Regions from separate parts of the Sus scrofa genome. Here region 2 is linked to region 1. Evidence: chromatin contacts called from public Hi-C data. All regions are on one chromosome and are shown on one strand. The core of a region is the stretch at or near the end of the contact, and the rest is flanking DNA. Distances in the headings are between cores, read along the strand shown. Region 1 overlaps SPIDR (DNA repair-scaffolding protein). Region 2 holds the start of SPIDR (DNA repair-scaffolding protein).

What was found. A called contact is a pair of places that touch in the nucleus more often than the background predicts.
Region 2: a Hi-C map of liver shows a contact between it and region 1, with 5 times the contacts expected there. The contact joins the promoter of SPIDR here to the enhancer-like site in region 1. A contact is called at or near these places in 3 of 47 Hi-C or Micro-C datasets (liver, skeletal muscle and subcutaneous adipose tissue) and 1 of 2 datasets of contacts at active chromatin or transcription factors (alveolar macrophages).

The regions. Positions count from the first base shown.
Region 1 is chr4:79,956,660-79,962,218 of Sscrofa11.1, reverse strand. The region is part of intron 10 of SPIDR (DNA repair-scaffolding protein); the gene reads left to right. Among named protein-coding and RNA genes, the nearest start is that of CEBPD, 87 kb to the right of the region's middle. Within about 2 kb of position 3,333, at least 19 of the 83 cell types and tissues checked have an H3K27ac peak or open chromatin away from gene starts, as enhancers often do. A contact at or near this core is called in alveolar macrophages, liver and skeletal muscle, where this site is marked.
Region 2 is chr4:80,187,910-80,193,468 of Sscrofa11.1, reverse strand. It overlaps SPIDR (DNA repair-scaffolding protein), which reads left to right and starts at 2,725. Exons shown (of 20, transcript XM_021090636.1): 1 at 2,725-2,890. The coding sequence starts at 2,858. It overlaps LOC106510093 (a long non-coding RNA gene), which reads right to left and starts at 2,580. Exons shown (of 3, transcript XR_002343696.1): 1 at 2,375-2,580.

The DNA.
Region 1 (5,559 bases), core at 2,084-4,583:
ATGATTTCTTAGAAGTCAGATGTAGTTCCTGTCTTTGTTCCTCTATAGTTGAGGGTGTTTCCACCACTCCCCTGCCCCCACCCCAGCTTCTTTCAGGGTTTTTTCTTTATTGTTCATCTTCTACGTTTGAAACTGACATGGATGGGTGTAGGTTTTTTGGCATTTATTCCTTCTTGGTGTTCTCTGAACTTCCTGGATCTGTGGTTTGGTGTCTGACATTAATTTGAGTGAATATGGAGATGAAAGTGATGACAGGAGGCCCTGGTGGGCTATCACACAGGCAGATGGAAGTGTGGGCCTGGCATGTGAGTCAGCATCTGCTCTGCAGATTCATGTCTCAGGCACCAAGTGTCAGCCCTGCATGTCCAAGGCAAAACCCTTTTATCCAGCAGAGTAGTGCATTCAGGCTATTCAAGAATGTGAAGACAGGCTGGGGCAACTCCCTAAACTTTCAGTTGACGTTGCAGTAACATCATATGTGAAAAGACTGATTTAGGTCAAAACTTGTGGTACTGTGAAATAATCCAGGCACTATGTTTTATTCTTGGCCATGTTCATTTAGCCACATCTAGCAAAGATGGAGTAGAAGAACAGTGGTGGATGCTGTGCCCCCAGGCATGTGGTCTGAACTAGGCTAAGGACCCTCTGAGCCCCACAAGAGCATATGTGAGATGAAGAATGGAAAAAATCACCACAGTCCCATCTAGCACTAAAAGTCTGGAATATTTTAGCTGAGTAAAGAATTTAAATGGTGATCATTTCTTTATCAGATGATCGCTTCCTCTGAGAATGCAAGTCAGTGAGAAATTACCTTAAGAATTTAGCGTATCTGATAAGGCATTAATTTACCTCAGATTTAATGATACACTTTCATAACAAAAGCCTAAGTACTTAAAGTGTGTATGTGTGTGTAAGAAATTGCTCAAAGTACTCTAGCTCTGCTTTCAAAAATTTCTCTGCACCCCCCCTCCCCATTTGTGAGAGAGTGCAATCCAAGACCACTGGGAAAAGTGGCCCCGCGCATTGATAGATCATGTGGTTCCTCCACCACCACCACCCCTCGCCTGCTCCTCCCGGACATACACTGGCCCTGCACACACTGTTCAGTAAACAACAGAGAGCCAAGCCTAGCCAGTTCATTCACAGAGTATTTGGAAAGGCTTGTCTATGCAGTCTTGACGGGCTGGCTGAAGTGGAGTGAGAGGGAGCCTTCATGTTTTCATTAGTTCTTTTTATAGCATCGAACCAGCTGTAGCTGGTTAGCGCTGGCCTGGGCTACCATTAGTGTGCAGGTCTCTTACGCAGGATAAAGGGCTTCTGATGGAAACAGATTTTGTTACTCATACCACCGACTGTGTTTATATGAACTCACCCAGTCTGTCATGAGATGTGATTTAGAATAGCTCTGTTAAAACACAGGAACTCCCTGGGTGCTCTTCCTATCATCCTTGAAAACAAAAAATATGTATAGCTTTCTCTGTTAAAGTAGCTGTCCTTCACAGATCATGCTTCCTTGCATGCTGCTTTTGAAAAGAGCTAGGATGTTTTCCCATCGGTGTCATAAAAATTGGATGGAAAAGTTGTTTTTTCTCTAGCCACAGCAAGGAATTATCATCTTATGGGGGGAGAATAACTTTCCCAACCATTCTGGATATGTTAAACAGAACTGTTTGTATTGCTCTAGCTCTTCATGGGATAAACTCTGACTGAAGGCAAAATTTAACTTTTTGGAGATCATTAATAGCTAGATGGAAATAGCTAAATGGAAAATGAAAAACATTTTGAATGGAGAGTGTTCATTGGATTCTTGTGTGGCTTGTTTTGGGGATTAAAGGATAAACCAATTTAGCCAATATTCCAAAGTAGCCAAGAATCCGTGGGCCTTAGCTACTTCCTGGATCAGTCTCACCAGAAATTAGAAAATATATTCTCCTTTTAAACCTAATTTATTTGCAGAAGTGAACTTAGGCGTTTGAAGTGATGAAGTCATGCAGACACGGGTTGGGATTCCCAGCAGCTGTGCGACGAGACACAGCCACCTCTCCCAAGATCCAGAGCTGCCCTGGGTTCCTCCTGACGCTTTCTTTTCCCCCAGAATAGGGGCCAACAGTCTCAGAGATTTAGGGATTACATTTGTTAGGATGGAGACAGGGGCTGGACTGTCGTCCACTGCACGGGGTTGTTTTGGGGATTAAACGAGGAGGCAAGGTGAGGTGCCTAGCTCACAGTGGGGCTTCATTTTGTTCTCATCGTACAGAACAGGGTTGGCAAGCATTGACTTGTAGGCCATGCCCATTACTGGCCTCAGCCTTTGTGTCATGAGAGCAGCGCTGGACAGGAGTGTGTGAGGAGATGCGCTGGTCCCAATAAAACTTTATTTATAAAGACAGGTGGCAGGAAGAATTTGGCTCACAGGCCATAGTTTGCCACCCCATGAAGAATACAAAGAGGTAAATCTCTTTAGTCTTGAATTTCCTTTAAATAATAAAAGAGAGGAGTTCCTGTCATGGTGCCGTGGTTAATGAATCCGGCTAGGAACCATGAGGTTGCCGGTTCAGTCCCTTGCTCAGTGGGTTAAGGATCCGGCGTTGCCGTGAGCTGTGATGTAGGCTGCAGACACGGCTCGGATCCCACATTGCTGTGGCTCTGGCATAGACCCCTAGCCTGGGAAACTCCATATGCCGCGGAAGCGGCCCAAGAAATGGAAGAAAGACAAAAAAATAATAATAATAAAATAAAAGAGAATTTTCAGCTGGTGTTTAATGTAATTGTTAACTTCCCACACTGCTCATCAGAATAACACTTGGAGGTATAGGTATATGTTTATGTATTGTTGAACTATATACTGAAAAGAAAGTGTAAAATTAAAGTGCCTAATATATTAATTTTCAGGTAAAATAGTTTACATGTGGTAAAATGTGACTTCAGAAATGTTGGCATTTCTCTGCATGCTTGATCTCTCAAATATGTTGAATTGCAAAATGACACAGGTAGCACAGCAAATTTATGAGCAAAAGTAAGGTAAAAAAAATCAAACCTTTATACCAGCATTTATGATTTACAAGTGAGAGAATGAACATTGGGGAAAATAGAAAGCAAAATGAAAAAATATAAATAAAACTATGTTGAAAACAGTGTTAATGTAAATTCTGAGAAGAGCAATAGGGGAAGTGAGAAGGAATCCAGGATTTGTAATTCAGATCTCACCTTCAGCGCCAGCTCCGGTGGCCTCCCTGGTCTCATGACCTTGGGCAAGCAGAGAGTCATGTCCTTACATTGTCCTGGAACATGGCAGAGTGTGCAGAGTGCTTTGTGAGCCTTGCATCATCGACTGTGCATGTGACAGACACACTGGTCCAAGGGCAGTTTGGGGCTGCCTCCCAGGGAGCAGGACCTAGAGGACTCATGGCTTCTGTTTGTTACCCAAATGTGTGTCATGCCTTCCACACCAGCCTAGGTTGCAAGGTGTCTGAAAGTTCTAGAGAAGAGGCAACTTCTCATTCAGCTGTTCACAAATCTGTGCCTCCTGCACCTTGAGTGAATCCATGTGGCTGATCTGACATGACAGGTCCCTAACATATTTTCTATGCCCTGCTGACTCAAAAACAGTAAAATAGCTGTAACTACTGGCAGGAAGTCATAGTGCCAGAGTCACACCAAGTCAAAGGCCTCCTTCATGGGCATGGCAAGAATGCCACCAACCCCAATGTCCTGAGGGAGGGCCAGGGAGAAGGGTTGGTCCTGCCGCCCCCAGGAGCGCCGTTCTCCCTCCAGGTCTGCTCCTCCCAGGCAGCCTCTTTGGTGTCCCCAAGGCCTAGAAGCAGTGGGGACAGTAAAGGCTACTGTCTTTGGCTTCAGGCTTTGAAATTAGTCATTACAATAGATTTTAAGGAAAATCTTTACTGAGGTCATACAGTTAGTTACTGAAAATAAGAATTTAGGCTTTCATCTACAATCACATATGTCTTACCTCATAACACATTTCATGTATTAATGAATTTTAAAAACCACACAAATATTACAGCAGATCTTTAAAAAGTTACAGAAAAGCACTGAATTCTGGAATCATCACAATAAATATATTAGGACAAATGGTGAATAGGAAATTTGCATCTGAAAAACAGGTTTAGATTTATTTGTTCTGAACCTATGAAAGGGAATGACAAGCTGATGAAGAATTCTTACTTGATTTTTCAGAGTTCACAACTCACCAAAAATTCAGAGAATCAACATACGGTTTTCATTTATAATGGTAGTTTATTTTCTAAAAGGCCAGTGAAATACAGCTCCTTGATTTATATGAAATTTAGTTCTTGACAAACTACCTTTCTGGTGAGACCAAAGTCCAGGATTCAGCCATTACCTCAGGATGATCTGAGAAAACTGTGGAGCCAAGTGTTTTGTTGCTTTAGATTAGTTAAGTGATGATAACCACGAACATTTATAATATTATTTTTAAATTGGCCCTGTGAGGTTTTAAGACGCAGAACTGAATGTACTGCCAGATATTTTTGCAGGAGTCACAGATGTAGAAGAGAATTCTGCACACACATCCCCCTCCCCAACACCCAAACAGAACATATTTTGAGTTAAACCTTTTGGAATGGACTATTTTTAGGAAAATGATAGGGGGGTAGGAAATGTTTTTTTCACAACTTTTTGCATTACATCCCATACAAAAATATTTACATTTTTATTTAATTGCAACATATCCCATACTGTGATTGATTCTACTGATTGTGAAATAAAAGTTGAACTACAGTCCCATCTTTTTCAAACAAATTGCAGAATTTTACCTACTCTGAAATTTGAGAGTTAACACATGGCACCCGAGCGTGGGCCAGGCTTGGCAGAGCTCACATGAGAAGCAGCGTTGCTCAACACGCACTGCTCACAGCCCGTCTTGTGCATGAAATAGTGTGACCATGGAAGTGACAACCTGTTCCATTAATATTTTGGTGTAATTTTTAAATGGTAAAAGTGACATGGTGACATCTATGGAAAATTTCATGATTTTCACTAATAGAAAAATTATTCAAATTCTGTTCACTGTATAATTATTTTGTATATTATTTTCTAGTCTTTTTATAATACTTCTTTTAGGTTGAAATCATGAAACATTTTGTCTTAGCCTGAAGAATGTCAGCACCCTGTCAACATTTTTTACTCCCTTTATCCAACACTTCAGTTTGACTATGTACTCAAGGGAGGAAAAGGAACTTGGTTGAGAACCTACAGTATGCCAAGTGTTTGTGTTTTTGTTCGCTTTTTTGAGGAGCTATTAAGCACGTAAAATGCCATGCAGCACCTGTACAGCAGTGTTAGAAAAGGCTAGCACCTAGGAGAGGTGGATTTAAGTTTTCCTGTTGCTCAGAGAAGACTGTGGAAGGTCAGGAGGCTGAGGTCTGTGTGCCTCACAGCAGTTTGCTGCTGTCAGTGTGGTGCCAAGGTACTTCCCATCCTGTAGGACCACCAGTTACAACATCAGCACAGTTACTCTCACTTACTGCTAGTCCCACGCTGGCACGGATAGCACAACTACAAGTACTATTTTTATTT
Region 2 (5,559 bases), core at 1,476-3,975, 230 kb before region 1:
AGAGTGGATTAGGCTATGTTAGTTAGGAGGCTACCGAGTAGTCTGGGCAAAAGAAACTGGTGGCCTGAAATACAGTAGTGGCAGTGTGTAGGTAAGAGATTAACACAAGAGGGGTTAGTGCAAGTTTGTGTGCTCATTGCACAGTGACCCCCAAACAAACTGAAACACTGGAGTTTGGAGCAGAGAAATGTTTATTGCAGGGTCATGCTTATGCCCCCTAATACCCTAAATTCCCCAGTCTTTGTAAAGCATTTTTAAAAGCCAGGTGAGGGAGGGGTCATAGGGTAAGCGATCAGCTCGTGCACAATTCTCTGATTGGCTGATTGTGAGATCACAGGGCAGGGTCACAGGGGTTAACATTATCAGTCCTTAGGCTCCAGAATACCTGGGGACTGTGTACTCAGGGTCATCAAATAGTTAATATCTATCATTTGGTGTATGTGTGGTGGGGTCACACTTGTAAAACAACTAGGAAACATGCATCGGACACTGTTATCTAGGTACTTTAGAGAGGAGCTAAAGCAGCTGTCCCAGGAAGGCCCCATAGGGTCCTGCTCAGTCATAGATGTGGGACAGACAGGCCTTTGATAAGAGAGATAAAATGTCTGCGAAAATGAACAGGTTTGTTACTGACCCCCAACAGGTCAGTGACTCCCTCAATGCGTCCTTTGCTTGGAATTGCAAATGCCAATCAAAGTAATGCAGTTGGGTAAAGCAGAGCAGAAACTTTAGTCATTGACCAAGGAATGGAGAATGGAGAGGGGGTAAGGGAATTCTCTGAAGGGAAGGGAGTAAGAGAATTTTAAGGGGTAGGAGGCAGACTTCTCACCAGGGTTCTAGGAAAGGGGTGAAGATTTTCAGAGGCAGGTGGGGCTAGCTGGGGCTAGCTGGGGCATGCGCAGTCTTCCATGCTTTTTTGCACATGGAAGAATTTTGCCCAGCAGAGTACAAATCCTTCCCTGGGGCAGAGATCCTAGCATGGTAACAAAGCAATGGTAACTTTTGGACACCTCCAGGTTTCACCTTCAGAGGTGAGTTCCTGTGGCCATCAGAGCCAGTTTGGGGCTTCCTCTGGCCAGTCACCTTGCCTGTCTGGCTGTGACCTGACTCAGGGCCCTGCCCTCAGGATGGATTTTTGCACAAGGGTCTCTGGGAAGTTGACAGGATGTACTATGGTCTGGTACCCCTCCTTTCTCTGACCCTGAGGAAACTTTTTGCAAATGTGTAGTTCTGGAAGTCTCCTTGACCTCAAGAATGAGAAAAAGGTGATCTCTCTTTTATCCAAGCAGGATGCAGCCTTTATCTTGAAGTTATCTGCCACAGGGAACAGATTACAGCTGCTCAGCCTGGGACCCATCTATCTCCTGCTTCAGTAAGGTCTAATTGAGGTAATAATAGCAAATCTTTGGGGAGTCCCTGGCAGAGGCTCGATATTCTAAATCCTAAACTACCCACATTTAGAACCAGTTTATCTTATTCTAAGTGTTGACAGGAACATTATTAGTAAGGTCTACCTCAAGCTAATACTTTTTTTTTTTTTCGGTGATTGCAGTTATCTTACTTTATACTAAGCAGTTGTGGCTTAGGCACTGGAACTCAAACACAATATGGTGAAAGAATAGGCACCAGGGAGGAGAAAAAGACTGAAAACGGCTAAATTGCAAAACACAAAAGTGCTTTTGCAGCAAAAGACCAAAACCCCACTTCTGCCATACTTGTGAGGGTACCAATGGGAACCCTTCCCTCCTGCCCTGGCTGACGCTTTTCACCTTAAATCACGGTGTTAGTTTTCTCTACCACAGACATATCTTTATTAGTGAATACTCCTTCCCTATGACATTGTAACCTAATTCCCTTTATACTCTGTCCTTCCCATTGCATTCCGTTTTGAATCTACTCTCCAAATGCTGGGACACTTAAGCAAACTGGCTTGCAGGGTCTAAGGAAGGGAACAGCCTTTGGTTCTCAAAGTGAGGCAGGACGGCGTTACCTGGGAACTCATCAGAAATGCAGGTTCTCCGGCCTCACTCCGGACCCTAGGAGTCTAAGACCTAGTCACCGGTTATAACAAGTCCCACAGGGATTCTGGCGTCTCTGAACTTGAAAATTTCTTGTTTGCATACTAACCCCCTTATCTCCCAGCAGGTGGGGAAATAGCACCCCTATCTCGGGTTATTTACGGCTGCAACCATTCCTTAAGTATCGATTGTTGAATTCATAGCCCACTTTGGGTTATCACTTATTTTTATTAAGGCGAGTCCTTGCCTAACAAAACACAATATGTACGAGCCTTATCTGAAAAACAGCGCGCGGACTTTTAATAGCTCCCAAGGCGGCGCTTCGGCCTGTCCAAGGGGCGCTCCGCAGGACTCACCTCCAGGTATAGGTAGGAGGAGTACCGCAGCAAACCTTGATCCAGACCTGGCGTCCCTACCGAGTTCCCAGCGGCCAACCGGGTGCGGGGGGCGGGGGTACTAGAGGAAACTACACTCCAGCGGGAGCAACAGCCTAGCACAGCGCGCGCTGCTGCGCAGCGCGTCGGGAGGGCGGTGCGCCCGAAGAATCCCCTCCCCCAATCCGAGGTCCAGCCAATCACAACGTGCGGTGCCGCGCGGCGCGTCGGAAGGGCGGTGCGCCCGGAGAGTCCCCACCCCCAGACTGAGGGCTCACCAATCACAATGTGCGATGCGGCGCGGCCCGCCTGGGGGGCGGTACGTCTGGAGAGCCCCTGCCCTCAGCCCGAGGCCCTCCAATCGTAGCGCGTGGTGCGGCGCGGCGCGCCGAATTGGTGCGGTGGTGAGCAGCTTTCCGGCTCCCTGAGGGGTGGTGCGCTCTTGAGGACGCGGCGTGCGGGGACATGCCCCGCGGCGGCGGTTCGCGCGGCCCGAAGGTAGGCTTTGGGCGTGTGGGTGCCGCCTCCTCCGGGTAGGCCAGGGGTCTGTGGCGCCCGTAGTGTGGAAGCGGCCCGCGTCTGAGGCAGAGCGGGAGGAGCCGCTCTCTTGGAGGGCGGCGGTCGCGGGCGTGGGGCGACCGGGGCGGGTCAGAAGGGCCGTGTGGTTTGAACCTCCCAGGGTTCGGCCGGTCTCTGCCGGTCGCACCCCGGCAGCGGCGGCGGCGTCCTGGGTCCGCGAGGGGCTGCGTCCCCGCCGGGTCTGCGCCACGTCGCCTCCCCTGGCCCTTCAGCCTTTGGCGCGGGGTCCGTGTGGGGAGCCTGGTTCGGAGTGTAAGTGCCCTTGGCGCTTCGAAAGCTGTTTCTGAGCTCCTTGCTTACGAATATGCTTGTCTCATCTGACCGAAAACTTATCAAAGCAGACACTGCTTCCTTTCTTGACTCCGCTCCTTTTACCAAAAAACCATCTGAAAGAATAGTCCGTGTATGGCTCAGCCCCCTTGTCACTACCGTATCTCCTCGCTTCTGGGATACCACTGAGTGAGTGTCACACACCTTGCCAGTTTTATAACCACTTTAGGGAGGAAAAGAAGCCTATGACACGCATACCTGTAGATTGTGGGCTACATCCTGATTTTAGACATAGGAAAAGTCCAGGAAATATACATATATATACATACATACATATATATATGTGTGTGTATATATATATATATATATATATATATTTTTTTTTTTTTTTTTTTTTTTTTTAGGGCCTCACCCATGGCATGTGGAGGTTCCCAGGCCTGGGGTCTAATTGGAGCTACAGCTGCCGGCCTATGCCACAGCCGCTCGGGATCCAAGCCGCGTCTATGACCCACACCAGAGCTCACCGCAACCTCGGATCCTCAACCCACTGAGTGAGGCCAGGGATGGAACGCACAACCTCTTGGTTCCTGATCAGATTTGTTGCCGCTGCGCCCCGCTGGGAACTCCCAAGGAAGCATATTGAACTGTTCAATCCAATATAACATTGGTCATTGTAGCATTTGACGTATTTGCCACCTGCTTCTCTTTCTGTCTTGCAACTGCTCATTTACTTCTCTTTACTGTCTTCCTGCGGGTTCTAACTTTTGACCTTGTGCTTTTTTACCTCTTTACAAGTTTGTTCTGGGCAATCTCATACATTGATGATGATTTTCAGATCTGTATTTGACCTTTCCCTTGAGTTCAGCTTAAACTCAGTGTATTGTGAAATCATTCTTTCGACCACAGTCCACTAAGGCGCCTAGTCAACAGTTTCTTCTGTGTTTTATAGGTCTCAGCCTGTATTATTTGTCCAAAGCTCCCATAGACATCCTCCTGCCCACCCATTGTTATGGCTGGACCAGATCTTGTGGTTCTAATTATGATGGCAAGGTGCACTTCAGCAAAAACCATCAGGGCACTTTGCAAAACAAGATTCCTTACAGGTCCTGGAGAGTACGTTGTACACCAAAGGGCTACACAGCAAGGTCAGGAGGAGAGAGACATAGAGAGGGACAAAGGGAGAGCGAGAGGGATGGCATACTTGGGGTCAGCCTTTATTAGTTTGAGGATCAAATGTCTGGAATTTTGGGGTTTACTTTCATTGGCTATTTTTAAGTAATACCGGGAATTAGGGAGACGCAGCGTTACTCTGTGATGGTCAGTTATCTAGATTACCCAAGGCTTTTGAAAGAAAGCCCTTCATGGGAGGAGGTGTATGTAGTTCCTTACCTGGTGGTTTTGCAAGTAGCTGTGTCATACAGCTGGAGATGCATCTATTCAGGATGGATTTCTGAAATGGATGCCACTTGGTGGTCAAATGCTTAATAATGTCAGACACTTAAACTCCATCCTGACTTAGAAATGTTCATGTTTTTGACTTGATACTCATTTTTACTCTCTTCATTATATCAGTTTTCAAGACCTTGCCAGTTTTTCTCTTCAGTAGTTGTGTTAACTATGTATTACTCTGTAACAGATTGTCTCAAAACCAAAGCAGCTTAAAACAGATGTTTATTTCCCATACTGTGTCTGAGGATCAGGAATCTGAGAATGACTTGGTGTGGTTCCACCTTAGAGTTTCCCCCAAGTCGCATCAAATAAAGGGTCACTGAGGCTGGAGGATCCATTTCTAAGCACTCCTGTGATTGTTGGCAATTGTTCCTTGCCAATTCCATAGGTCAGCTCACAACATGACAGCTGGCTTTCCTAAGAGCAAGAGTGAGGGAGCAACTAAGAAAGAGGCCCTGGTGTCTTTTTATAACATAATCTTTGAAGTGATAGGCCATGTCTTCTATTAATCACATAGATCAAAATGGTATAGTGTGGGACCGTAGAGGTTGTGGATGCCAAGAGCTGGTGATCCATCTTAGAGCCTGGCTGCCAAGATAATTTTGCCCCAGGAAGTTTTTTTCTTTTTCTTTTTTTCTTTCGCTTCTTTCTTTGTTTTCTCTTTTCACCCTAGGTCAGGCCCAGAATACTTCATGCATGGAATATTTGTGTGTAACCATGTAGCATGCTTCCATTCCATCTTCTGAGATGACTTTCCCTTAGGCCCCATCTTAATTGTTATTCCTCTGCTTAGGCATTATTTTGCTTCTTTTTTTTTTTTTTTTGGTCTTTTTGCTATTTCTTTGGGCCACTCCCATGGCATATGGAGG